Regions from separate parts of the Mus musculus genome. Here all the other regions are linked to region 7. The links are chromatin contacts, called in public HiChIP or PLAC-seq and promoter capture Hi-C maps. All regions are on one chromosome and are shown on one strand. Each heading gives the region's core, a stretch centred on a gene start, on an enhancer-like site or on the middle of the called end of the contact. The rest is flanking DNA. Distances are from core to core; before and after follow the strand shown.

Region 1 (3,531 bases), core at 432-2,931, 770 kb after region 7:
CCCAAGACTCACGCACAATCATCCGGGCACAGACATCGCAGAACTTGGGCTTCTTGAAGAAGTGATCTTTGAACTTGTGGGGCTTGTCGTTGACGAGCTTAGGAGGTTCTGGGGGTGGTTCCTCCTCTTCCTCCTCCTCCTCTTCTTCCTCATAGATATAGTAGATGGGCCCACCCCCAGCCCCCACCGCCTCTCCATTGGCTTGGGGCTCTGGGGGAGGCTCCATCTCAGCTGTCTCTGGAGAGCCCTTCTTGAATAACTGCTTCAGTCGCTGTAGCTGAGGGAGGGGTGAAGGAAACCCATCATTAAATGACAGTCATGGTCTCATTTTCCAATCATGGGAAAGCAACGTCCCTGGTATTAGGGGGCTGGGTGTTGCAGGTGTTGGCTATCCCAATAATAAATGAGACGCACACAAGCGGTTTCAATCCGAGTAGTTTTCTTCAGAGGCTGTGTGATGGCTTCCCAGCCCTTTGGACCCCGCTCCCCCCAAAAGCGGACATAGGTCCAGACTCACCCCACTTTGCGGAGTCTCTCCTGGAAAGGGGGGCTGAGGGGACTCCACCACTTCCTTTTCTGTCATCTTACAAGAGATTGGGCCCCGCTATGAGTTCTAATCTCTGTCTGCTGTTCTTCTATTCCAGCAGTCCTGCTGCACACAGTAGGGTGGCCCTCGAAGGGGAGCCTTTGGGAGAAACTTGGTTAGACAGCTTTGGCAGAGCTTATGAAGAGATTCTATGGAGGTCCCCCGAGAAATGTCCAACAGAGGAAAGACTCCCCAGTCAGTTGCTTACACGGATACTTTCCACATCAAGGAGCAAGCCCAGAGTCTACAAATCCAACATGCTACTCAAGGCTTGTCTTCTAGGTTCTTCTACAGCAGTTCTCAACCTTCCTAATGCTGTGGCCCTAACGCTGTGGTACCTTGTGTGGTGGTGACCCATAAAATTATCTCACTGCTCCTTCACAACTATACTTTTGCTACCGTTATGAATTGAAATATAAATATCTGACATGCAGGACGTCTGCTATGCGACCCACAGGTTGAGAACAGCTGTCCTACAGGTAGTTCTGATCGATGATACACATCTTCTAGTGGCTTCAGGAGGTTTAACATGGTTAACACGGTTAACCCGTCTGCGTGTCTGAAGGTGTGTCCAGAGATCTGTCCTCCCCTACCTCTCTCCTGAGCCTTGGGGGCCTTGTGCCTAGTTCTTCCCTGGCCTGCCTCAGGCCTCAGCTATTTTAGGTTTTCAGAGTAATGTGAGCCTTCCCTTCCCTTACCCCTCCATTCCCTGGACCCCACCACACCCTACCCCCTTCTCCAATCCTCACTCATCCTGAACTAGGACAATTTCACTTCAAAACCCCAAACTACTCACAGGTGAGGAGAGAGACGAAGAAGCCCAACAGACTCAGGTTAGAAGAAATGAAAGGATAATGAAGAGACGACTTACTTTCCAGACTCCCTAAGTCAGTTCACTGTGGAAAGGGGTCTCTGAGACCTTGATGGTGCTGCTGGGGAGGGCTAGCCCTCTTCCTTCAGGGAGGTAAGCCCCCTTTCTGGTACCTTCTGGACCCACACCAGCTACCCAGACAGTATTAGTAGGTAGGCCTTGGAGCCTCTCACCGTGGTGGCAGAGCTGAAGTGACAGGGCTGGAGGACAGTGGACAGCTGAGAGCACAGCTGACAGGGAGAAATTGGAACCAGGAGGTCTGGGGCAGGGCTCGACCCTGACTCCTCCCATCCCCCCCCCCCCCCGCCCCCCAGAACAGCTCTTCTCCGAGTGTTTACACAGAGCAGGTCAGTTCTGGCTTATCAGGAATAGGCATATTCTACCCAATACAGTAGCACCCCACTCCAAGTACCAGGGATTGAAAACAGGGTTTTGCCATGCTAACTATGTGGCTAGACTGCCAAGCTATACCCACAGCAGGAAAGGCACTCCTGTTCAAGACGCAGTCACGTGAAGGACTTTAGATCTGATAATGGAACCCCCCATACTCTCCCCTTAAGGTTCAAATAACCGTTCCAATCTTACCCTCCCTGGGCTCATTTCAATCACGTTCTTGGATTTTATTTCCTGCCTCCCCCACCCCGATAGGTATCTTTGTGTGGGCCTGGCTCTCCCAGAACTTGCTCTGTAAACCAGGCTGGCCTTGAACTCAAGGGATCATTCTGCCTAGCTCCTGAGTGCTGAGATTAAAAGTATGTGCCACCATGCCTAGCTAACACCAAAACTTCAGGCTAGGAAAGGGATGGGAGCTGAGAAGAGGATGTGACTCAGAATTCTGTCAGCCACGAAAGACTTTCTCACTGGCAGCTGATCGAATGCAGTGCTTTCTCAAGTGCACGGGTGCATTTTTCTCCCCTTTCGCCTAAAATCCTGTCCCTAAGATGAAGAGAATGTATGTTACTGAAAAAGATGGTGGCAAAACCCAAAAGCTATGGGGCTGGAGAGATGGCAGAGCTTCTCTTCCAGGGGACCTGGGTTCAGTTCCCAGCACCCACGTGGCAGCTTACAGAGCTCTGCGACTCTAGTTCCAGAGGACCTACACCCGCAGACACGCTGTATATTTAAACGCATGTAGGCAAATCACCTATACACATAAAACAAAAATAAACCTTTTTAACAAGAGTCAGGTCGGTCCCTGTATAGTTAACCCTGGGAAGGTTACAGCTGCCTGTGTCCTTCTCTCGTCTGTCTGTCTGGATGTGTGTGAGTGCAGGTGTGTGTGTACGTCAGAGGCCATCCCATGGGATCCAGGGATTGGGCTCAGGCTACTGGGCTTACACACTAGCCAATCTCGCCAGCCCACAGCTGCCTTCTGTAATGAGGTTTATTTCTAAGTATACTTTCGTTTATCGTTTAAGCTATACTAAGTGTGTATACTTACTGGGGCATGCCCTCTAACATGTGGTCAAAGGACAACGTACCAGAGTCAGTTCCCTCCTTCCTCCGCCTATCTTGGGATCAAACTCAGGTTTTCAGGCTTGGTAGCAAGCATTTACCTACTGAGCCATCTTGATGGCTGCATGGTGAGTGTTTCTCATCTGTAAAGAATGTTCCCTTCCCCGTGAGAACTGTAAACCTAGGAGACAGCCAAGCTGTAGAGTCTTTACCCATTTTAACTGCAATTCCACCTCTCACACACTCAGACAGCCCCAGCATAGGAATGAAAAGGAAGAGGGGGCGGCTGCAATCTTGGGAGACCCAGCTTTCTCTATTCTGATTATGTAGCCCTGGCTGTCCTAGAACATGGTATGTTCAAGCTGGTCTTAACTCAGAGGTCTGTCTGTCTGCCTTCCTGCCTCCTGAGTACTGGGATTAGCAGGCTGTGGCACTGAGGCAGCAGCCTGGAAACTCTCTCTTCTAGACAGCTCTACCTTGCAAGTGGTGATCTGCGAGTCTCAGTTCTGTCAACTGCAGGGGACGGGGACAGGGACTGGTGAGTGACCACCTTGGCACTGCAAGTTCAGGTGTTTTTTATTATAAGTAACTGCCATTTGTGTTCCTGCCAAGAACCCAA
Region 2 (3,725 bases), core at 116-2,615, 840 kb after region 7:
TTGCCCACTGAGTTATGAACTTGCCCACTTCCTGCTTTTCTGCAGTTCATTTCCCTTTTTAAAAAAATTAACTCTTCTTTCTCCATATATACTAGAGAAGGTACAGGGAAGATTAAAATCTCCAAGCAGAGAGAGTTTGTTATGAGTGTTACACACATTGCTGGCTCTTGTCAATGCACTATGATAGGTTAGTAAGCAATACAAAAAAAGAAAAACTTCAAAAGATACAAAAGAATAAGACTCTAAGTTATAATAGTGGGCTGGTGAGATGGCTCAGCCATTAAAGGCTAGGCTCTCCTTCTAAAATATGTTACAGCATAAAACTAAAAGAAGATAAAGGGTAACAGGATGTTGGATTGCTTAGTATTTTTTGCTCGATATTTGGCCCATTTAAAATTCTGGATTTGGGGAGGGAAGGTCAAGGCACCTCAATGGCACAGTACATACTTAGTGAACACAAAGCCTTCACGTCAATGCTAGGCACTACCACCCAGCCTGCAAATCAGTTTATTTTAAGAAATGTGGCAGTATTAAGAAATGTGGCAGTATTTTAAGGACTCACCATACACAGGATGCCATATCTATGAGTGAGTACACTCACAGATATCCAGAGGAAGAGGAGTACCATGAGCACAGCACCCAACCGGAAGAGTAAGGAAGGAATGGCTTTCCAGAGGTGGACACCAGAGGCAAATGTCCAAATGACAGAGACAGGAGTAAGGTAGGTTCTTTCAGACAGATAAGGATAAGAAGAAGCGTTACAAACTGGCAGGTTGTCTGTCTTCTTGATGAGTACTGTGTAGGCAGAAGCTCTAGGCTGACCTCAGGAGAAATACCTGCCAACCAGCAGCACCAGTTCCCCAGACAGCACTGCAGTGGGTGCAGCAGCTGGCCCCAAACTGCACATCTTGCCAAATTTAGCTCCAAAGTTCTAAGTTTAGCTCAGAAGTCCTTCTGCATATAAATATTAGATTGGGCCTTGAGAGCAGAGTCTGTAGAATAAAGTTCATACTCCATGGATTTCCCTAAGAAGCTGTGAATGGTGCTGTGGTCTGAGACAGGGTCTCACTTATGTAGGCCTGCATGAACTCATACAGGTCCTTCTGCTTCAGCCTCAGGGCTGGAATTTAAATGTGTGCCAACACGCTAGGCAGGAGCTGTAGATTTTAAATGGCTGTGACATATTAACATAACAAGACCACGGGCCTTTAAGCTGATCAGCAACTCCTCACTTCCTGGTTCTTCCCCCTCCTAGTAACTTCTTCTGTGGATGGCAGGCTCTTCCTGAGCTATCTCAGTCCTCCACAGCCATCCAATTCAGCAAAGCTGAAGGCTCTCAGCACAACCCTTTGTTTACATAAGCCAATCAGGACCAAGTATTGGGCATAAAAAGGGCCCAGGCAGGAGGCCAGACTTCCTCTCCACCTCAGTAAAGCTCTGGCTCCTCTGCTGTCCTGGCTCATTATTCTTCACTGTTTTTAAGACAAGATCCTGGGGCCACTCAGAGTGATTCAGTGGCTGCTGCATTTCTATGGCCATATTTTCTCTAGAATTAAGCCCACCTGAGCAAGGAGATAGCTCTATCACAGTCAAAGACCCCCACAACATGGAGAGCTAAGGCAGAACATGTAAATCAGAACAATGGTAGGGAGCCCATGCCTAGAACTCCAGCACTCTGGAGGCTAAGGCAGGAGGAGGCCACGAGTCAGAGTCTGAAAATAAAGCAATCAAACTACAACAAAAGCCCAAACAGGCATGGTTGTGCACACTGGATGAAAAAGAGATAGAGGAGAGGGAGAGGGAGAGGGAGAGGGAGAGGGAGAGGGAGAGGGAGAGGGAGAGGGAGAGGGAGAGGGAGAGGGAGAGGGAGAGGGAGAGGGAGAGGGAGAGGGAGAGGGAGAGGGAGAGGGAGAGGGAGAGGGAGAGGGAGAGGGAGAGGGAGAGGAGAGGGAGAGGGGGGAGAGGGGGGAGAGGGGGGAGAGGGAGAGGGAGAGGGAGAGGAGGGGATGGGAGGGCTGCTGCTCCTAAGTATGGTGGAGGAGAAAGTTTATTATCAATATAAGGGAGACCTAACCAGAGGGACAAACATCTAAGAGAGTTCAGAGTGGTCACTACCCTGAACCATATGGGGAGAGGAGGAGAGGAAGGGAAGAGAGAGGGAGGGATCAGGTACAGCAGCCAGGAGGCCAAAGGTCAAAGGAAGGGCAGCCCAGCCCCTGGACTGGAGAGTTCAGAGTAGAGGACAGGGTGTGCCAACCATGCTCTTTAACAGTAGGACAGCGGAATGCTGGGAGAACATGGAGGCCTGGTCCACTCTGATAAGTTAATTAGGCATTCCCTACTAACAGACACCTGGCCTTAGCCCTTAGGTGGCTGGAGTCGGAGGACTTAGAATTTAAGGTTGGGGTGGCTACACAGTAAATCTGAGGCTTATGTAGTGAGTTTCTCTACAAAACCAGAAATAACAAACCCAAACCAACCAAAAGATAAATGATGGTCAAAAAGGAGAAAAGATAATCTTTCAGAGTGCATGTTCATAGACTGGCCTTTGAGATTACTTCTGGAATGCTGGGATTAAAGGTGTGTGCCTCAGAACCTGGCAATGATGCTTAAGACGCATGTCTGAAATGCTCACTCTATACTTATAATTTACTTTAGAAACGCATTCTTTACATGGCTTGAAAATCTGTTTCCTCAAAGCTTGCACGTGAAGGCTGAGATGTAGCTCACATAACATGCAGAAAGCTCTAGGTATGATCCTCATACCACCCCCAAAAGGGAGGATGACTGACCAGATGACTCAGCAGATAAAAGCTTTTGACGTGCAAGCCTGATGACCACATGTGTGCTCACATCTGTAATCCTAATACTCTAGGTAAATGGGAGGCAGAGAAGGAGAGGTCTCAAGAAGCTTGTGGGCCAGCTAGCCTCGCTTGATACAGTTCAGCAGAAATAAGATACCCTGCCTCAAACAAGGTGAAAGAAAAGAACCAACTCCAACTCCTCAAAAGTTGTCCTGACTTCCATATGTGCTTCACATAGAAACAAATAAGTTCCCAGTAACGTGGAAACGCAGGTAGCATTACCCTATTTGATTTCTAAATATCATGAATGATGGCTAACGCTAACTCAGTCTTTAAAATACCTGGGAACCGAGGCATAAGGAGATGCTTGAGTCAGGAAAGCATGAGGATGTGAGTTTGGATCCCTAGCACCCATGCAAAAAAGCTGGGCCTATGATCCTTGCACTGGGAAGTAGAAGACAGGGAGAAGACAGAAGGACCCTGGGGTTCACAGACCAGCCAGTCTGCCCAATCAGTAAGCGAGAGACTGTTCCAGTTAGCTTGACAACAGCCCAGAGCTGAAGGAGTTTCAACTGGGGAACTGCCCAGATCAGATGAGCCAGTGAAAAACTGTCCTGATTGCTGACTGCTGTGGGAGGACCCAGCCCACCATGGGGAGCACCATCCCGAGGCAGGTGATCCTGGGCTACATACAAATGACAGCTAAGCATGAGCCCAAGAGTCAGCTTGCGGATGAGCCGTCATCAGCGCTTCCTCATGGGTCTCTTCTAAGATCCCTGCCTTGAGTTTCAGCCTGACTTTCCTCGATGATGGACTGTAAACTGTAAGAAGAGAGCAACCTTTTCCTCTCCAAGCTGCTTTTAGGTCAGAGTTATTTATCGCAGCAACAGAAAAACAAAATGGAATGGACAACCAGTCTCA
Region 3 (3,683 bases), core at 68-2,567, 670 kb after region 7:
TTAGATGCAGAGGGGCTTTCCCATACAGAAGCATCTGCAGGGGGGCTGGGGAAGGACGGACATTGTTAAGTAGCAGAGGGCAGAGGAGCCTGAGCCTGGCTTGCTTTGGGCTTCCATGTGATTTTGTTACCCTCAGGAGTATGGCCAGAAAGGACGTCCTGCTGTTGGGTAGGTGCCAAGTCCCTGAGCCTACTTCCTGTCTGTGGCAGTCAATGAGACGAAGGGACGAACCACGGGCCACTGGAGCATTTAGGATGTGCTGGCCATTCCCATGCAGGCTTCTCTTCTCTTCCGAGGCAACTTTGCTGTCTAAGCGTGAGGAAGGGTGTCACAGGCTGGACTCACGCATGGCTGGGTGCAGATCCCCTCTCGTGCTGTTACACAAACAAACAGTAATTGCTTCAGAGTCAACAGCTGGCCGAGTCACATTCCCCGAAAAGCCACACAGGGCTGCCGGGAGGGGTCTGGCCTGTGGTTGATCTGTCCCCAGCCCTCAGACATAGATCTCTGACCTTGAGTAAACCAGAGCTCCCCACCACAACTTAGTTCCCTAAACTGCGTAATGGGCTGTTGTTACTCTGTCCAGATCTGATAAAGTGCAAACTGGTGGTAAAGATTGCCTTGCTAATGAGGCTGAGGGCAATGAACTGTGGATCCTATAGCCTTTGGTTCTTAGTTTGGTTTGGTTTGGTTTGGTTTGGTTTGGTTTGGTGGTGCTCGCTGACAGATGCTAAGCAGGCATCCTACGGCTGGCTAGATCCCCGCTCCTGTAGTAGGTCTGTAAGCTCTTCTTCTAGGCCTGTGAGGCTCCCTCGAAGAAAGCCAAGGTCCCATGAGGTTATAAAGGATTCAGTTTGATTGAGGGTCCTTTCAGGGGTGGGAGAGAGGGCGATGGTGGAAAACAGAGCAAATCTTCCTCTCTGTGGCCTCAGGATACTGCTCAGACATCAACCTCTAGCTCTGCAGTTATCAGTGTCCAAGGTTCACCTGTGATTGGGTGTCTGTCCTTCTGGAGCGCACAGCAGAGAACTGCCAGACACCTTTGGGATAGGTAGCTCAAGGAGCCCTGTGTGCTGAGACTGGAGACAACTACCCTGCCTGTGTTTCTAGTTCACCATCCCACTCAACAGGCGTGCTTGGGCAAAGAGGGTTAGCAATGGCAGCCTTGCCTCGGGGCCAGACATGGGTATACCGGGTAGGTGGCTATGATGTGCCCCCTGGGAACCTTCTCAACTTCTGCCCTGGCCTGGCTATTCTTCCCCAAAGAAGCAGGAAGTAACCTTGGGTAGCGACACCCCTCCCTTGGCAAACAGATTTGCCTTGCCTACCAGGCTTCAGGACTTCACTGGGCCTCTGGGGCAGAGTCCAGGAACTCTATCTGGAAGCGACCAAGGTGCTTGGAGAAAATCCTTTCAGGAGGAATGATTGGGTTCCATTTGCCCCAGCTCCCGTCCCTCCCTACCTCGTCCCCACCCCCACTCCTGACGCCAGAGTGTCTGGCTGTCACCCTGAGGATGGTGGTTTGCTCACATCCCACAAACTAATTATGGGCCCTGGCTTGAGGATGTCGGAAGTGTCTCTGTAACACCCTCCCCCACCCCTGGTACATCCCCTTCCTCAGGAGGAGGCCTTCCCTGGGGTCAGGGAGCTCCAGGGGCCCCGGTTACATACCTGCACAGGGGCTGCTGTTCTATAGTTAGTTCTCTGGAGAATGAAGGAAAAATCCACTGCCTTCTGCCTTCCATCCTGCAGCCAGATCCTCCCAACCTTCCCCATGACTGGGACCTCTGTGAGACCCCTGGGAACATACCTAAGTCGGTAGGGAAGAGGGTGGGGAGGGGGTCAGGAGGTTGTCAGAAGGTTGGGGTGTGTATCTTATGACTGAGAAGAGGGGAGCCAGTGAGGACATCCGACTGGTGCGGGGAGATGGGGGAAGCCTGCCTCAGAGAGACCTCTGCAAACAGAAATAAATGTAAAGAAGGAAGGAAGCTGGGAAGGGGGCCCTGTTCACATGGGTCCTGAAGCATGGGGACCGGTCTGCTCGGCATCCTGAGAGCCCTGTGAGCTCCCCAGCCACCCACACACCCACACAAGGCCCATTACCTCCTCCCTCAGACAGCACAGTCTGCTAATTCCATAGCCCCATGCGTGGCCACACTGGCCTAGATTGGTGTGCCTGTCTTCTTCTCCCACCTCAGCTACAGCCCAGACCCACCTTCTCTTCTGCCTAATGAACTGGGAGACCTGAACGGGTGAGGCCAGAAAAGAAAGGGGAGTGAGCTGGGAGAGTGGCTCATGGCAGGCTGTGTTCCATCTCCAGGACTGAAAAGGGAAAAGAGACTCATGGGGTTGAAGGTGAGGACAGAGAAGTCACTAGAGCCCACATCAAAGTACACCAAGATCCTTACTCAAGAAAAATAATAAGGAAATAAGTACTTTCTCTCTTTTTAAGCGTCATCCCTTCTCCAGAGACGTAGTGTTCATTTCAGCATGTACAAGTTTAAAAAAAGTGTTGCTAAAGGTTATTAATTTTTTTATATTTTATTAACTTCTTTACTCTCTGTGTGTTTGTGTGTGTGTGTGTATTCGTGCACACATGAATCATGGTGCGCATGTGGAAACCAGAAGACAACATATGAGAGCCCTTCACTGCTTGGGTCCTGGGGGTTTAATTCAGGGAATCAGGCTTAGCAGTTTCCCCACTGAGCCAACTCACCAGCCCTCTTAACAGGATTTGTTTTGTATTTTTAAGGCAGGATCCTGTGCGGCCCAAGTTGACCTCTAACTTGTTACACAGCCAAGGCTGGCCTTCAACTTCTGCTCCCTCCTGCCTTGAGTCCCCAGTTGTAAAGTTCAGCTTTGCGGTTATGTTCTTACCTGATAGTCTCATTAGAAATTTCCTATACTATGATTGCATTATTAGTTTTCTTGGTGCACGTTATGTGTGTGTACTTGTGTGTAGATGGCGTGTGTGTACACATTCGTGCAAAATCCAGGAGTCAATATCAGGTGTCTTCCTCCATACCCTTCTGCCTTATTTTTAAATTGTTATTACATATGTATGAATGTTTTGCCTGCATGTATGTATCTATGCATGCCTAGTGCCCAAGGAGGCCAGAAAAGGGTAGCAGATCCCTCAGAAGTGGAGTTAGATAGCTGTGAACCACCCTCTGGGTGTAGTTACTGCAAATTAGCAAGTGTCTGAATCACTGATCCCTTCTTTCGCCCCTGCCCTCTTGCCTTAGTTTTTGAGATAAGGTCTCACTAAACCTGGAGCTTGCCAACTGAGGTAGACTGGTTGACCAGCAGTACCCCAGTATCCTCCTGTTTCTGCCTCTCTGGTACTGGAATTACAAGAATGCACTACTGGGTTCACCTTTTAAATATATTTTAGAGACAAAGTTTTGCTGTATGGCCTTGGTTGGCCTGGAACTCACAGAGATCTGCCTGCCTCTGCTTAAAAAGGCGTGTGCCGCCACCGTGTCTAGCAACGACTCGCTTTTTAAAGTGGATGATGGGAATAGAACACGGGTCCTCTGGCACCGATGCCCTAACACTTTGCTGACTGAACCGCCTCTCCATCCCTAATTAGTTAATTTTTTTAAAACTCTATAGCCCAGGCTAGCCTCAAGCTCACAGTAGTCCTCTTCCATCAGCAGCCTTCCAGGTGTCAAGATCGTAGG
Region 4 (3,456 bases), core at 899-3,398, 950 kb after region 7:
TGCCTCAATGGTCTGAGAGCTGAAGAAAGAGACACTCAGTGCCTTTCTCTTTAGAATTCTGTTGGGAGCTGCTCGCAGCCATTCAGCCTCCTGTAATGCATGCGAGGGGATGCAAGGGCTTCGGACCAGGGACCCTGGACGTCGGAGAAGGCCCGCCAGATTACAGTACACAGGGAGCTGTGACAGGATGTGATCCTGCCTGCCCCAGGAGCGAGAAGCTGGGAAAGAGGAGAAAACTTATTCTGCCCCTGTCCCTCCCGATCTCTCTCCCATTTACTCACGGTCAGCTCCGGGCCCGGGGGGGGCCCTGGTACATGGGTAGAAACCCCAGTCCCTGGCTGTTTTTTAAAAAATTCTTCCCCTCACAGTCTTTGCTCTTCTCCTCACTTCCTGTTGCCAACTTCCCTCCTCCCCCACGCAACCCCGCCCCAGAGCTGCAGGAAAGGGGAACAGGCTTTTTTTTTGGGGGGGGGGAGGAGAGAGTGACCTGTCCTCACACCATCGAGAGTAAAAGAAGACACCAAGAAGTGAGAGACTACGCTAGAGCTAGGGAAGAGAAAGACTTGTTATACACCCGTGAAAGAGAGAGTGTACACTGGGCTTGCTCGTAATCCCAGCAACCCCAGCGTTTGGGAGGCTGAGGCAGGACAGCTGCTGGAGTTTGAGGTCGGTCTGAACTACAAAAGGAAGCGGGGCGAGTTGGGCCTACTGCGGACTAAGACCCCTGGCTCAAAATACAACTGACAACAGAGTGGGGGAGGGGCTGACCAAGGCACTCAGTGTTAGAAGGAACTTGCTAGTGTCCTGACTTGAAGACAGGACTTTAGGACAAACCTTGCCCTGGGCTAGGAGTTAGAACTGGAGAAAAGCAGTCTGCTGACATTCCTTTGGCTGTACTGGATACCCTGTTCCTCCAGGGCCTCTGTAACTCGACTGTCCTTTCTCATCCCCTACGTTGCTTATGGCCACTCTTCCTGCTCCTGCGAGATCTTCTCAGAGCACCTCAGCCTCTTCTCCTCATTGTGTCCATCTGTCCCCCTCTCCCCTCCTCTCTGATCTTTAAGGGAGGGGTGTTGTCTGTGTCCCCCTCTCCTACCTTCAGTACTTAAGGGAGGGAGGCTGTGTCCAGTTCACCACTTCACATAGATCCCGCCCCACCCTGCTGTAGTGCAGGCGGCCGACCAAGCTCTGAGTTATGCTCCAGGAAGCTCTGTAACTCACCACAGCAACTTCTGTCATCCACCAGTGAGACCTTTCTCCTGGCCCTTCCTTGAAGGATTTCAGGGAGCAGGCCTTCACATTGCCCGTGCTGACACTTTTGCACATCTTGTGGGGATGGTGAAGAGGCTGCCCAGAAGCAACCTGGGGTTCCTGAGGCAGATAGAGCTCCTCCAGGGAGCCATGATACAGCTTTGTCCCTGGAAAGAGAGATGTGAAGGAGTGGCAGGTGAGGACAGATATGACCTTGGGAATTGTCTAGGAATGCAGGGCAAGGCTGCCGGGAAGTGACACGGGCCCTAGAGCTAAGAGTGTAAAGGGGACGCCACAGTGGCTTGGGTGAGAACTAGGCTTATCAAAGGAGTCCGCAGAAGGTAAGACAGAGTAGTGCTCTCAGCGCTCAAGCGGGAAGAGTCAGAGAGTCGGAAAGGTGAAGAGGGGGGAGGCTCAAAGCTTACTTACCAGGAGTCCAGAGGGAGCTGTTGTAGGTAGTGTCTGCTGGGTTGTGGCAGCAGATTGATTCCTCTGTCATGTATGCAGCTGGAACAAAGATGGGCCGAGAGCTGGGGGGTGCGCCCAGACGCCTCGCCAGCCACCAGTCTGAGTTGGTCTTTCGAAGCAGTAGGAACCTGTCACCTTCAGCCAGAGACACCTGCCGGCCATCTGCCCCAGTGTAAGTGAACGGATAGAGGGCGCAGAGCTGGGGTCCCTGAGAAGGGCTTTGTAGACTCAGCCCTAGATTTCCCCAGATACTTGGCCACCACCGGCCTGAGAACATGGTGGCTGGCACTGTCACCTATAGGAAAAGGGGGTGCTGAAGTTCCAGAAGGAAATAGGAGCTGGTGCCTCCGTACAGAAGGGCATGGTTTGAAGAGTGTGTGTGAGCGTGTGTGTTTTTGTGTGTGTGTGTGTGTGTGTGTGTGTGTGTGTGTGTGTGTGTGTGTGTGTGCAGGACCCTTAGGGCGAGAGGAAGAGGGGAGAGAGATCAGCACAGGTTTGGGGGGGGTCCAACTTCTGTGTGATGTGTCTGTTGAGGAAGTGTATAAATAAGGTGAGAGAGGATGTGGTCAGCAGCCTACCCAGCAAGCAAGGCAGGGAATCTGAGAAGACAACCTAGCTTGGTGATCTTTAGATACCTTGTCGAGGTTACCTGATGTTCCAGGGTCAGAAAGACCTGATCCTGGATGTTGAAGGGAGCCCTGAGCTGCACATAAGGAGGAAGAGGAGGAGGAGGAGGAGGAGCCAGGCTAAGAGCAGAACACAGACAAAAGTACAGGTGACAATGATGAAGGGAAGGTTATGCCATGACCCGTTTTTAAGCTCACACAGGCCTCAGTGTTCCTGTGACCACCCAAACTGCCTCAGACTCGAAGCTTTGTGTTTCCTGTGCAGACAGACAACCAGAAAAACTAAAAAAACAAGCGAGCAGGAAAGGAAAAAAGAAGAGTGCATATCTCCTTCAGCCCCGTCTAGGACACATTAGGGCGCATGATCTATGCATCAACCTTCTGGAGGGGTCCCCGGGTTTATTATGGGGCTCCGTCCATTTGCAATTCTTGTTGTATGTGTGAGTGTTTGGTCTGTGTGTATGTCTCAGCACCATCCAAATGTCTGCTGCCCAAGGAGGCCAGAAGACGGTGTTGGATCCCTGGGATCAACAGTTACAGGCGGTTGTGAACCCTCATGTGGGTACTGGGAATTGAACCAGGGTTCTCTGGAAGAGCAGCCAGAGCTCTTAACTGCCAAGCCATCTCTCCAGCCTTTTTTATTTCTATGCTTAACAAGAACTGGTTGAGGACTGTCTCCTGTGTGGAAGGAGCCGTCAAGAACTAGAAATGACAAAGGGATGAGCTCCTTAGCAGCTTAGGGGGCCAGACCTTAACTGACCTTAACACAGGAAATTTACTAACTGCAGCTGAATTGGAGACCGTGCACACACGGTACAGAAGTCGATGTAGTGGCTCACGCCTTCAACCCAGCACTCAGGAGGCAGGGGCAGGTGCATCTCTATGAGTTTGAGGCCAGCATTATCTACATAGTGAGTTCTAGGGCTGGAGAGATGGCTTGGTGGTTAAGGGCACTGACTGCTCTTCCAAAGACCCTGAGTTCAATCCCCAGTAACCACATGGAGGCTCACGACCATCTGTGATGGGATCCGACACCCTCTTCTGGTGTGTCTGAAGACAGCTACAGTGTACTCATAATAAATAAGTAAATAATTCTTTTTTTTAAAAAAGA
Region 5 (3,713 bases), core at 623-3,122, 650 kb after region 7:
ATTCATCTGTGTAAGCCAAGCGGCAGGCTCTTAGCCTTCTCAGGCTACAAGCTGCATGGTAGCTATTGATATCTTTTTTTTTTTCCCTGTCAACGTTGCCTGAGGTCAGTTTCAACCAGATTTTGCTTGGACCACAATATTGGGTGGAGACCTAGCAGAAGCCTGTGAGCATCCACTAAAAATATTTAGTGACTCCATGCCTGGGCCTGGCACTGTATTAGGCCATGGAAGCTGGATAAAAGAATAACAGACCACCCCTGCTGAGAGAAACCCTGTGCTAGAAAAAAAAAAAAAAAAAAAAAAAGGAGGAGGAGGAGGAACAGGAGGAGGAGGAACAGGAGGAGGAGGAAGAAGAGGAAGAAGAAGAGGAGGAGGAGAAGGAAGAGGAGGAGGAGGAAACCTTCAGTATATTTCAAAAGGAAGAAAGACATCAGGCCTCTACTTGAGCACAGGCTGGAAACTGGACGGAGGAAAGATGGATCCTGAGAGTCCAGCCTGGGAGACTATACAGTTAGCCTGTCCGTGAGCCGCATAAGCTCTCATTGAAGAAAGGCTCTCAGTCATTAATGGACAAGTCTATTTTCTGCCAGTGACAGGCTGGAGTGTGTGTGGGGGTCACTCCTGTGGAGTTAGTGTACTGGTCCCTGGTCTTTAAAGTTCATCTCTAGCCAGGGATGTCGCCTGCTGAGCTTTCCAGAACTTTCACTTCAGGTCACAGAGAAAGTCAGACACTAAGGGTTACAGTCTTCAAACGTCGCCCACAAGAGGGCAGTGGCCGGAAGCACGTTCGCCGGCCCTAGGAACCGCCCGATGCTTTCTGGACTCCAGAGTACCGTTCCCAAACCGACTGAGACTGGGGACAAAGGTCCGGCACTCAGCACACAGCCCCCTAGGACTGGTGTCTGGTAGCGGAGCTCTGGAGTCCTTCATTCCAACTCCCTGTAGTTTGGCATCTGAAACCCTGACTTGGTGGGAGGCCAGTCAGAAGGTATCAAAAACAAAACAAACAAACAAAAAAAAAATCGAGCCTGACCTCTCAGGGCGAAAGGGGATGGCTCTACCCCAACCCCACCCTCTGGTGAGTCACCTCTCTCCAAACCAGAGCCTGCCTCTCCTGCGCCCCGTGCCAGGCGAGCAGGGCTGGGCGGGTACTAAGGTGGGCTCCATCCCTGAGCCCAAGGCGGGCCGACAAGCTGCAGCGTGTCCCCGCGGGTGTCCCTGTTTACTCTGAGCCCTGGAGCGAGGTGGGGGCGGGTCCATGTGGCCACTCCTTCACTCCGCCTCCTGAGGACGCAGGCCCCAATCCCAGACCGGTTCTTACAAAGTCTCCAAATCAAAGCTCAGCCTTTCCCGCACCTTCCCGGCGGACCGGCCACCCCTGCCCCCACCCTAGGCTAGGGAGGCACTGTCTGGGTTTCCCCAAGGAAATCAGGCCTCCGCCTAGACAGCGGCTCGGGACCCCACTGAGGGGATCTGAAATCCTGGGGTGTGACATAGAGTTTTAAAGAGGCACTAGAGCGCAGCTCTCCTTGCCCCTTACCCCATTCCCACCCTTGGCTCTACCGGCTCTAGGGAGCGCTGGGATGAGGTAGACGCAGTTAGAGGACAGGGTGCCCGGGGACTCCCACTCTCGGACCGCTTCCCAGAACTCCAAAGCTTGTAGCGCCTCCGACTCCCCCTCCCCAGGGCAGCGCGCCAAATCAGCGCATGCGCACTGTCAGGATTGCCGCGTAGCTCTTTCTCCCCCCCCCCCCACCTCTTTTTTTCTTTCCCCGCCCCTTCCCTCCTTCCCTCCTCTCCCTGTCCCCTCCCTCTCCCCTCTGAACACCCCCCTCCCTCCTCCCCCCCACCCCCCCCCCCCGCGGCACTTCAGTCAGGGGAGCAGCGGTGCGAGCTCCAGGCCAGTGCACTGAGGAGGCGGAAACGGGGGAGCCCCTAGTGCTCCATCAGGCCCCTACCAAGGCACCCCCATCGGGTCCACGCCCCCCACCCCCCACCCCGCCTCCTCCCAATTGTGCATTTTTGCAGCCAGAGGCGGCTCCGAGATGGGGCTGTGAGCTTCGCCCTGGGAGGGGGAGAGGAGCGAGGAGTAAAGCAGGGGTGAAGGGTTCGAATTTGGGGGCAGGGGGCGCACCCGCGTCAGCAGGCCCTTCCCAGGGGGCTCGGAACTGTACCATTTCACCTATGCCCCTGGTTCGCTTTGCTTAAGGAAAGGATAAGAATAGAAGAGTCGGGGAGAGGAAGATAAAGGGGGACCCCCCAATTGGGGGGGGCGAGGACAAGAAGTAACAGGACCAGAGGGTGGGGGCTGCTGTTTGCATCGGCCCACACCATGCTGACCCCGCCGTTGCTGCTGCTGCTGCCGCTGCTTTCAGCTCTGGTCTCCGGGGCCACTATGGATGGTGAGTGAGATTCCGGCGGCCCCCATGGACCCCTGGGGGCTCCCCCTCCCCAACCCCCACTCCTGCGTCTGGATGGGGAAGGGAGACGCGGGAGGGGGTGCCTTTTGTTATCCCAGTCCAGCTGACACAGCAGAGGCCTGACTGGGGGCGGGGATGGGGTCTGATTTGGGGGATGGGAGCCTGGGACAAATGATGCTTCCAGGGCCCCCCAGCTCAGACAAAGACCAGAGGCCTGGGTAGGAAAAGAGGGCTCCCCCTTTTTCTGATCTTGGGATTAAGAGGCCTTCTCTTCCTATCTCTGGTACGGGAGGGCCTCTGCCTCCCCTACATCCTCCACCCTCCCGCCCCCCCACCCCCATCTGAATTGTGAAGGAATCCGGATTTGCTGTGTACCGCTGCAAAAGGGGGCGGAGGGCCTTTTGCAGTGGACTCTGAAGGCTGGAAGGCAAAGCCGGCTAGGGGTGCCCTGCTGGCCAAAGGGCAGGCAGGCCGAGAAAGCTGTGGGTGGGGATAGGCAGGGCCCCCTGTTTGGGTGTGGAATGAGCCCTGCATCCCAGGCATGGAGGCCCGGGTCCAGAATCCTGGGCTGCCTGCCTGGGTTCCGAAGTGAGCAGCTCCCCGCTGAGGGCCTCAGTCAGGAGCCCGGTTGAGGGATGGAGGGGTCTGGTGACGCTTATGGCTGGCTTTCCCTTCTTAATTCCTGGGAGCTTTAAGATGAGAGGAAAAACGTCAGATGTCATCATTCTGGAAGAGACTGGAGAATGGTCTGGAACGCTGGGGAGGGGTTCAGAGGAAGCTCTGTCTCCCCGATTTCAGGCTTGATCACAGTTTGGGTTGGAAGGAGAGTTGGAGGTTGGGATGGGGGTTATGACCATGCCCCCAATCCTGCTCATTTAGTAAATGTGTAAAGCCCAGCCCTGTCTCACTTCATACATACACTTTGTATATTAGTTAGGTTTGGGCTGCTGTGTTGTTTTGGGGGAATTGCATGCCCCTCGTCCCTATTTCTGTCAGCTGTTTTTCCTCTTCCATGAGTCCCCAGTTCAAGACTTGCCCAGGCTTCACGCTGGGGTCATGGGGTTGAATTGGGCTGGGTCCCTAACTTGAGAAGGGGTGAGATTTTGTGACTTCCTGTCAGGTTTGCCTCTCACTGAGGACAACAGCTTCGTAGCATCTTACAGCCCTCCTCTGCCTTCAAGAGCTTGCCAGGCCGGGATTGGGAAAGTTTTTCTCTGAAACTAGATTATGTATCCTCCCCCACCCCTGTCTCTAACTTGTTTCAGTTGTGGGAGGAGGACAAGAGGGTCAGGA
Region 6 (3,702 bases), core at 966-3,465, 920 kb after region 7:
GCCCCATGGTGGACACAGAAGGTACTGAGGCTCAGCCTTCAAAACACCCTCTTCCCCTGGTCCAGATCTAGAACTCTCTAGGCAGCACCGCCAGCTAAAGAAGGGAAAGGCAGAATGGTCGGGGCCCTTAAGTCACACCCTCTTTGTCCACAGCTCTCTCCCTAATGCCACCCATGTTCTTAACAAACCTGGCACCTGGAGAAAGGCTAGCCTGATAGTATCCTCTTGTATCAGAGGTAGAGGGTCACTCTCATTTAAGATCATGCATCTCAGGGCTGGCTACGTAGCCCAGCGGTAGGGTAATAGCCTAGCATGCACAAAGCCCTGGGTTCAATCCTGAGCACCGAATAAAAGCCAGGTATGCTGAGGGTGGTACATGCCTTTAATCCCAGCACTCAAGAATAGACGTTGAAGGTTACCCTTAACAACACAGGGAATTGAAGGTCACCCTTGACTACACAGGGAATTCAAAGTCAGCCTGGGCTACATACAGGAGAGTCTGTCTCAGACCACAACAAAATAAAGTAATTCACCATAGTCTTCACGACAAAGGAAACTGAGGCATGAGAATCACTTATACTAGAAGTTCTAGCCAGCCTGGACATCGTAGAAACACCTCATCTCAAAAGACAAAAACCAAAGCAAATTAAAAAATTAAAAAATAACAACCCACACCCCCACACCCCAAATAAGCTGGGTGCTGATGGCATACATCTTTAATGCCAACATTCAGGAGGCAGAGGCAGGTGGAGCTCTGTGAGTCCAAGGCCAGCCTGGTCTACAGAGCAAGTTCCAGGACAGCCAGGGCTACACAAAGAGAGCCTATAATGGGGTTGGGGGAGGTCAGATGTTGGGAGATAACTCAGTAGATAAAGCTATTGCTTTACAAGCGCATGGACCTGCATTAGAGTCTCCAGAGCCCAGGTAGAAATGCAATCCCAGCGTTGCAGACACTGGGACTCACTGGCCAGCCAGTGTAGTCTAATTAGTGAGTTCCAGACCAGCAAGGATGTCCTGTCTCAAAGGAGGTAGGTGGATGACGTCCCTAGGGATGGCACACAGGGCTGTGCTCCAGCTTACACATGCACACACACGAGCACACACACGTGCACACAAGCACACACATGCACACACACGAGCACGCGCGTACACACACACACACATGCGCACACATTAAAAAACAAAGTCGGGGGCTGGAGAGATGGCTCAGTGGCTAAGAGCACTGGCTGCTCTTTCAGGGGACTTGAGTTCAATTCCCAGCAACCACGTTGTGGCTCACAACCATCTGTAATGGCATCCAATGCCCTCTTCTGGTGTATCTGATTGAAGACAGTGACAGTGTACTCACATATATAAAATAAATAAATCTTTCAAACAAACAAGCAAAAATAAAACAAAGCCTGGATGACCAAGACCTGAGGCGGCTTTTCCGGCTTTGTCCCCTAGGTCCCTTAAATTTCCATTTTCCAACTACATTACCAGAAGCCTGGCACCACTCCTGGGCTGCCTCAGATTTGGCCAACTCCTACAGTACCCTAAAGGCAGTAGTTACCAGGCACAGGTGCTTCAAAGGCGCTCGCCCTTCTGCCAGCTCTGCCGGACTCTGCTCTGCTGTAAGATTGCATCACCACGAGCCCACCTGGCCGGGTTTCCCCAGACATCACAGAAGATGTCCTCATCCCTGCTCTGGCCCTCCCCCAGGTGGACTCTGGGCAGCCAGCACAGGCAGGGTCAAAAGGTAATTTCTATGTCCCGTGGCACTGCCACCTAGGCCTGATCAAGAGGACTCCATTTTTTTTTTAAACCACCCTTTCTAAAACCTAACTCGGCTTGAACGCTAGAATTATTGTTCTGACATGGAAACCCCGAGAACTAACCCACTGAAACAGCCTCATAAAACGGTTTCCGTTTTCAAGCTCGGAAGTCAGTCAGGGCATACTGAGGAGCCACCGCCCATCCCCACCTGGCTCCTATGGACTCCCTCACCTGAATCCCAGACCTTGGGAACTGACCGTGTGAAATCATCCTCTTTCTTGCATCATGCATGTCCACGTTGCACCTCCATACCCCTACCTCAAGCCACCACACCCAGATGGTGAAACTCGAGTCCCGGGGGAGCCCTCCACCCCCTGCAGGGGCCTGATGGGCAGCGCAGCTGGCCAATCCTAAGGTTCAGAGGGTAGGTCTGCTGGTTGACCGCTAGGTGAGGGATCCCAAGCAACTGGCTCTAAAGAGGCCCTGCCAGTAGTTAGTCATGAACTGTGAGGGTCACACATAGCTACCCCACCAGGCGATCTACTCTCAGTCTTCCTGAGTCCTAGGCTATTGAGGACAAGTAGCTTGGTCTGCTCTTTGTCAAGGGTAGCTGTGACACTGGTTTGCTGTTGCTGCTGCTGCTGCTGCTGCTGCTGCTGCTGCTGCTGCTGCTGCTGCTGCTTCTGTATCCTCTTTGGGAAATCAGACTCATAAAACTGCCACCCATTCGAGGTTCTCAAAGCAGAGCCATCTACCTGGAGCATGAAGCTTCCAAAAGCCCAGCTCTGGCTAATACTGCTGTGGGCATTGGTGTGGGTGCAGAGTACAAGATCTGCGTGCCCGTCCTGTGGGGGCCCAACACTGGCACCCCAAGGAGAACGCGCTCTGGTCCTGGAGCTAGCCAAGCAGCAAATCCTGGAGGGACTGCACCTAACCAGCCGTCCCAGAATAACTCGGCCTCTGCCCCAGGCAGCACTGACCAGAGCCCTCCGGAGACTGCAGCCCAAGAGCATGGTCCCTGGCAACCGAGAGAAAGTCATCAGCTTTGCTACCATCATAGGTGGGTGAGGGGAGAGAGACCGGGGACAGGAGACACAAGGAGAGGCCTGCAGGGGAGGCAGGAGGCGTGGGGTGTGGCAAGAGAAAGAGCTGGGGACACAGGCCGTCCAGGCCCTTTGCAGAGGTCTGTATGAGAGATGAGGGATGGTTGGGTAGGGTGGCCGAGTGTCAGAGAGAAGCTTTGTTCATGTTTTAATTTGCTTTTTTGTTTGTTTGTTTTTGTTTTTGTCTGAGCAGACAAATCCACTTCAACCTACCGCTCCATGCTCACCTTCCAGCTGTCCCCTCTTTGGTCCCACCACCTGTACCATGCCCGCCTCTGGCTGCATGTGCCTCCCTCTTTTCCGGGCACTCTGTACCTGAGGATCTTCCGTTGCGGCACCACTAGGTGCCGAGGATTCCGCACCTTCCTAGCTGAGCACCAAACCACTTCCTCTGGCTGGCACGCCCTGACTCTGCCCTCTAGCGGCTTGCGGAGTGAGGACTCTGGCGTCGTGAAACTCCAACTGGAATTTAGACCCCTGGACCTTAACAGCACCGCTGCGGGACTGCCACGGCTGCTCTTGGACACAGCGGGACAGCAACGTCCCTTCTTGGAACTTAAGATCCGAGCTAATGAACCTGGAGCAGGTCGGGCCAGGAGGAGGACTCCCACCTGTGAGCCTGAGACCCCCTTATGTTGTAGGCGAGACCACTATGTAGACTTCCAGGAGCTGGGGTGGCGGGATTGGATCCTGCAGCCGGAGGGATACCAGCTGAATTACTGCAGTGGGCAGTGCCCGCCCCACCTGGCTGGCAGTCCTGGCATTGCTGCCTCCTTCCATTCTGCCGTCTTTAGCCTCCTCAAAGCCAACAACCCTTGGCCTGCGGGTTCTTCCTGCTGTGTCC
Region 7 (3,747 bases), core at 1,011-3,510:
GCCACAGGAAGCCCCTAGACACTGATCTGAGTACAGCAGAATAATCACTAGGAATCATTTAATTGCTTTTTTTTTTTTGGCAGGGGGCGGGGGGGGGGGGGAGGAACCATGCAGAAGAGGGGGAGGAGGGACGGTAGGAGGCAGAAGGGGTGAGGACACCATGAGAACACTGTCCACAGAATCAACGAGGCAGGATTCATAGGGGCTCACAGCAACTGAAGCAGCAATCATGGAGCCTGCAACACTCTGAGATGAGTGCTCTGCAAATACGTCATGATTGTTTAGCTTGTGTGTGGGGTGGGTGGGGGGAGTGGAGTGTCTCTGACTCTTTTGCCTGTTCTTGGAACCCTTCTTCTCCTCCTGGGTTACCTTGGCCAGCCTTGATCTGAAGGTTTGTGCCTAGTCTTACTGCATCTTGCTATGTCGTGTTTGGGTGATACCCCTGGGAGACCTTCTCTTTGCTGACAGGGGAGAGGCAGGGGATCTGGAGGAGAGGAGAGATGGGGTGGGGGCACTGGGAGAAGGGAAGGAAAGGGAGGATATGGTCAGGATGTATGAGAGAAGAATAAATAAAAAGGAAAAAATAAAAATCTTACTCTTATTGTACCTAGAGCTGAAAAGCTTAGAAGAAACACAAGTGTTCTTTAAAGGTCACATGATTCTACTACAGAGCAAACATTGCCACCTAGAGTCCAGGCGTTGACTTTCTTTCCTTAAAGGCAGGAATGGAGAAGGGAAGAGATTGGGCAGGAGATCCAATTATTCTCCTTCTAAAAATTTTATTTTATGTATATGTTGGATGTTTTGTCTGCATGTTCACCCACAGATCAGAAGCGGCATTGGATCCTATAGGACTCTAGGATTATAGATGGTTGTGAACCACCATGGCTGGGAATTGAACTCAGGACATCTGGGAGGGCAGACAGTGCTCTTAACTGAAGAACCATCTCCATAGCCCTGATCCAATCTCTCTTCAAACAAAATGTTTGTTTTCATTTTAGCTTTCTTGCAATCCTTGATCCTCGTGCCTTACTCTCTGTGAAAGCTTTGGTTGAGCTACAGCTCCAAACGGGTACTTGACTCTTTAAATTATATGCCTGTATTGCTTCTAAGAAACAAAAACTTGACGGGTGGTGTTGGTGCACACCTTTAATCCCAGCTCTTGGGAGGAAGAGGCAGGTGGATCTTTGAGTTTCCAGGACAGGAGGGCTACACAGAGAAACCCTGTCTCAACCCTCACACCCAAAGTCTGCCTAAGTGAACTAACTGCACGTAGGCTATAGGGGCTGCAACAAAGTACTTTCTCTAGTTGGCTTCACTCTCCGATATCAGTTTTGCACTGAATAAGGTTTTCTGAAATAAACTAGACTTTGTGTGTAACCTTAAGCAAACAGTTTCACCTCTAGGACTATAGTTTATATGTATTATATGTATATAATATATATATATACATATGTGTATATATATATATTATACAAACACACACACATAATGATCAAGGATGTCTTTCTTATTTATTTATTTATTTGTGCAAGGATCAAAAATTATGTAAAGGGCCTCGAGAGATGGCTCCATGGTTAAGAGCACTGGCTGCTCTTCCAGAGGACCTGGGTTCGGTTCCCAGCCCCCACATGGCTGCTCACAACCATCTTAACTCCAGTCCTAGTAAATTCGGCCCTCTTCTGGCCAATTCAGGCACGCACCTAGTACATAAACACAACATGCATACAAATTTTAAAAATATAATAAGGAAGCAAACAAATAAGTAAATAGATTCGCAGAGCAGAGGTTAAAGCTTTGGCTTATGACAAGGATCATAATGGGTACATAGAGCAGCTGCAAGGGTTGCGGAGGAGTTTTGGAAGGAAGTCGACAGGGTTGAGAAGTAGAACTGTGCAGCGGTGCAGCATCCTGCAGGGTGTTCGACTTCAGCCAGAGAGCAGAAGCCTTGTCTACAGGGGCATCACCCGGGGCAGCAGCCCTTCCCGGGAACCGGCTGGCACCTCCGCCCCGCTCCGCACACCCTTTCGGGGCCTGTACCTTCTGAGGGTCCAGTGCCGCTCCTTCCAGTGCTCTCGCTGCAACTTCCAATTCTCCAAGCGGTTCAAGGACCCGTTTTCCACCCTCCCCCGACTCCGGCGGACCAAGATAGCGAACAGCGGAATGGGTCACCCGGCTGGCGGAATGGATCACCCGGCTGTGGACGCTCGGCGTTCCGGGATCGGTGGGGCGACCGAAAGCTTAGCCACGCCCTCCCCGCGTGTCACTCTCATTGGCTGAAACACAACCCCGTTCAGCGCTGGGCTGGACAAGCTGCTTGAAACCACACCGCCGACTTCAGTGATTGGCGGAGAGGGAGAAGCTCGTTAGTGCCCGCTCCCGCCCCCCTAGTCGGGCGGAGCCCAACTAAAGTCTTAGCCAGGAATTCTAGCAGCTGATTTACCCGAACCGAACCGTGAGTTCTAGGGAAAGGAAACTGAAACCAGGGTGCGTGAAGGCACCTAGGACTCCATAGAAAGGGTGGGACCTGCGTCCCTTAGGATAGGGAGGGAAGAGCTGAGGTAATAAGGTATTTTTGAGGATATGAATGATAAATACTGTGGGTTCATGATAACGCTTTTTAATTTCTATAATCACTTGTTCAGGTGGAAGTTAGCCAGCCCCATTAGAGTGTAAAAATCTAAGTTTCAAGAAGGAAATTACTGGCAAGCGATGACAGTATCCCAAACCATCCACCCACCCATCCATCCATCTACACTTCTCTTGTCAGAATTTTCCACTTATTGGTTGTTTTGTTACTATCTCTTGTACGCCAAGACACCATAGTTCTTTAATAAAGGCCACTCCCAGTTAGAAGTTGTACTTTCAACTTCTGACACAAAATTAGACATGGCTATTTCTTCCACAACACCGATATCTGTGGTGGCATCCTTTCCGGTCTCTGGCTGATGGGTGGTCACCTCTGGCTGAGGGGTGGTCACCTCTTTCTCATCATAATAATACTGGATCAGCCGCTGAACCCCAGCCTTCATCGCTGGCTTAAGAGCAGCCGTGATCACCGCACCAGCTGGGCCCCCTGACGCGCCTACCATGGCCATCAAGAGATCATAACCCAGATCTATGGCCCCATCTCGACCTCGTTCCTTGGCCTTGTCAGAGCAGTTCTTAATGGCGTAATACAAAGCTGTGCCTAGGTTGTAGTAGGTGCCTACTGCTGGTAGTAGGTCAACCACATTGTGGACACTCTGTTCCTGATCATTGTCGCAGTCTGTGTTGGAAATCGAACGTTTGGCCCTCTTTGGACCTGGCTGCTCCCAGGCTAAGAGCTGCAGAGCAGAGGACAGGGCATCCACAGACACTTCCCGGTCTGTGTGTCCACTCTTCTGGAGCTCCTGGAGATGGTGGATGAGGGCTTGTGTAGCCTCCACACCTCCTAATCGGTAAAGCTGAAGCTGAAGAGCCCAGACCTCAGCCTGGCAGCCAGCTGCCTCCAGAGCATTCCTTAGAGCCAGGCCTACCAGGAATTTGGAGACAGGGGGCATGTAAGTGAAGCCAGGCAGGGACTTGGGGAGCAGCATCTGGCAGGACAAGGGCTTGTCTGAGGTCTGCATCTGGTATCCCAACTTCGAGGGAGGGAGCACCGTAGAGACACTGGTTGCCTCTCCGTGTGAAGTGGCATCCACAGGACACAGCAGGAGATAGCAAAGCAGCTGGATTGACATCAGGATGAGTCGGAGGCTATGCATG

What was found. Promoter capture Hi-C pulls out the DNA fragments that hold promoters and counts their contacts. HiChIP or PLAC-seq counts read pairs in DNA pulled down with a chosen protein or histone mark. Capture Hi-C pulls out chosen DNA fragments and counts their contacts.
Region 1: a contact with region 7 is called in a FOXA1 HiChIP or PLAC-seq map of pancreatic cancer cells. The contact joins the promoter of Stac3 here to the promoter of Stat2 in region 7. A contact is called at or near these places in 8 of 39 promoter capture datasets (the C10 cell line, the SN4741 cell line, cranial neural crest and 5 more), 2 of 115 datasets of contacts at active chromatin or transcription factors (astrocytes and pancreatic cancer cells) and 2 of 9 other capture datasets (adipose tissue and liver).
Region 2: a contact with region 7 is called in a promoter capture Hi-C map of liver, with 3 times the contacts expected there. The contact joins the enhancer-like site here to the promoter of Stat2 in region 7. A contact is called at or near these places in 3 of 39 promoter capture datasets (cranial neural crest, embryonic stem cells and liver), 1 of 115 datasets of contacts at active chromatin or transcription factors (astrocytes) and 1 of 9 other capture datasets (liver).
Region 3: a FOXA1 HiChIP or PLAC-seq map of pancreatic cancer cells shows a contact between it and region 7. The contact joins the enhancer-like site here to the promoter of Stat2 in region 7. A contact is called at or near these places in 2 of 115 datasets of contacts at active chromatin or transcription factors (astrocytes and pancreatic cancer cells) and 1 of 9 other capture datasets (adipose tissue).
Region 4: a contact with region 7 is called in a promoter capture Hi-C map of hippocampal neurons, with 2.9 times the contacts expected there. The contact joins the promoter of Arhgap9 here to the promoter of Stat2 in region 7. A contact is called at or near these places in 9 of 39 promoter capture datasets (the C10 cell line, the HPC-7 cell line, HPC-7-derived erythroid cells and 6 more), 4 of 115 datasets of contacts at active chromatin or transcription factors (astrocytes, embryonic stem cells, stem cell-derived neural progenitor cells and 1 more) and 3 of 9 other capture datasets (adipose tissue, liver and pancreatic islet).
Region 5: a promoter capture Hi-C map of neural stem cells shows a contact between it and region 7. The contact joins the promoter of Lrp1 here to the promoter of Stat2 in region 7. A contact is called at or near these places in 4 of 39 promoter capture datasets (cranial neural crest, hippocampal neurons, liver and 1 more), 4 of 115 datasets of contacts at active chromatin or transcription factors (astrocytes, embryonic midbrain, embryonic stem cells and 1 more) and 1 of 9 other capture datasets (adipose tissue).
Region 6: a promoter capture Hi-C map of adipose tissue shows a contact between it and region 7, with 2.7 times the contacts expected there. The contact joins the promoter of Inhbe here to the promoter of Stat2 in region 7. A contact is called at or near these places in 8 of 39 promoter capture datasets (cranial neural crest, frontonasal cranial neural crest, hematopoietic stem and progenitor cells and 4 more), 1 of 115 datasets of contacts at active chromatin or transcription factors (bone marrow-derived macrophages) and 1 of 9 other capture datasets (adipose tissue).

Annotation. Positions count from the first base shown.
Region 1 is chr10:127,499,836-127,503,366 of GRCm38.p6, reverse strand. It overlaps Stac3 (SH3 and cysteine rich domain 3), which reads right to left and starts at 1,681. Exons shown (of 12, transcript NM_001359751.1): 1 at 1,631-1,681; 2 at 518-685; 3 at 13-277. The coding sequence starts at 583.
Region 2 is chr10:127,424,476-127,428,200 of GRCm38.p6, reverse strand. All of the region lies in intron 2 of R3hdm2 (R3H domain containing 2), which reads right to left. Among named protein-coding and RNA genes, the nearest start is that of Gm23819, 22 kb to the right of the region's middle. Within about 2 kb of position 1,365, at least 84 of the 459 cell types and tissues checked have an H3K27ac peak or open chromatin away from gene starts, as enhancers often do. A contact at or near this core is called in astrocytes, embryonic stem cells and liver, where this site is marked.
Region 3 is chr10:127,601,490-127,605,172 of GRCm38.p6, reverse strand. All of the region lies in intron 6 of Lrp1 (low density lipoprotein receptor-related protein 1), which reads left to right. It overlaps Gm51820 (a long non-coding RNA gene), which reads right to left. Exons shown (of 2, transcript XR_003949046.1): 1 at 1,672-3,683; 2 at 1-374. Among named protein-coding and RNA genes, the nearest start is that of Gm51820, 4.3 kb to the right of the region's middle. Within about 2 kb of position 1,317, at least 141 of the 459 cell types and tissues checked have an H3K27ac peak or open chromatin away from gene starts, as enhancers often do. A contact at or near this core is called in adipose tissue and pancreatic cancer cells, where this site is marked.
Region 4 is chr10:127,320,656-127,324,111 of GRCm38.p6, reverse strand. Arhgap9 (Rho GTPase activating protein 9) reads right to left here and starts at 2,148. Exons shown (of 16, transcript NM_001285785.2): 1 at 1,681-2,148; 2 at 1,222-1,418. The coding sequence starts at 1,996.
Region 5 is chr10:127,619,307-127,623,019 of GRCm38.p6, reverse strand. It overlaps Lrp1 (low density lipoprotein receptor-related protein 1), which reads left to right and starts at 1,872. Exons shown (of 89, transcript NM_008512.2): 1 at 1,872-2,402. The coding sequence starts at 2,333.
Region 6 is chr10:127,350,361-127,354,062 of GRCm38.p6, reverse strand. It overlaps Inhbe (inhibin beta-E), which reads left to right and starts at 2,215. Exons shown (of 2, transcript NM_008382.3): 1 at 2,215-2,815; 2 at 3,052-3,702. The coding sequence starts at 2,518.
Region 7 is chr10:128,269,011-128,272,757 of GRCm38.p6, reverse strand. It overlaps Stat2 (signal transducer and activator of transcription 2), which reads right to left and starts at 2,260. Exons shown (of 24, transcript NM_019963.2): 1 at 2,041-2,260. It overlaps Apof (apolipoprotein F), which reads right to left. Exons shown (of 2, transcript NM_133997.3): 2 at 1,508-3,747. The coding sequence starts at 3,746. The coding sequence ends at 2,799.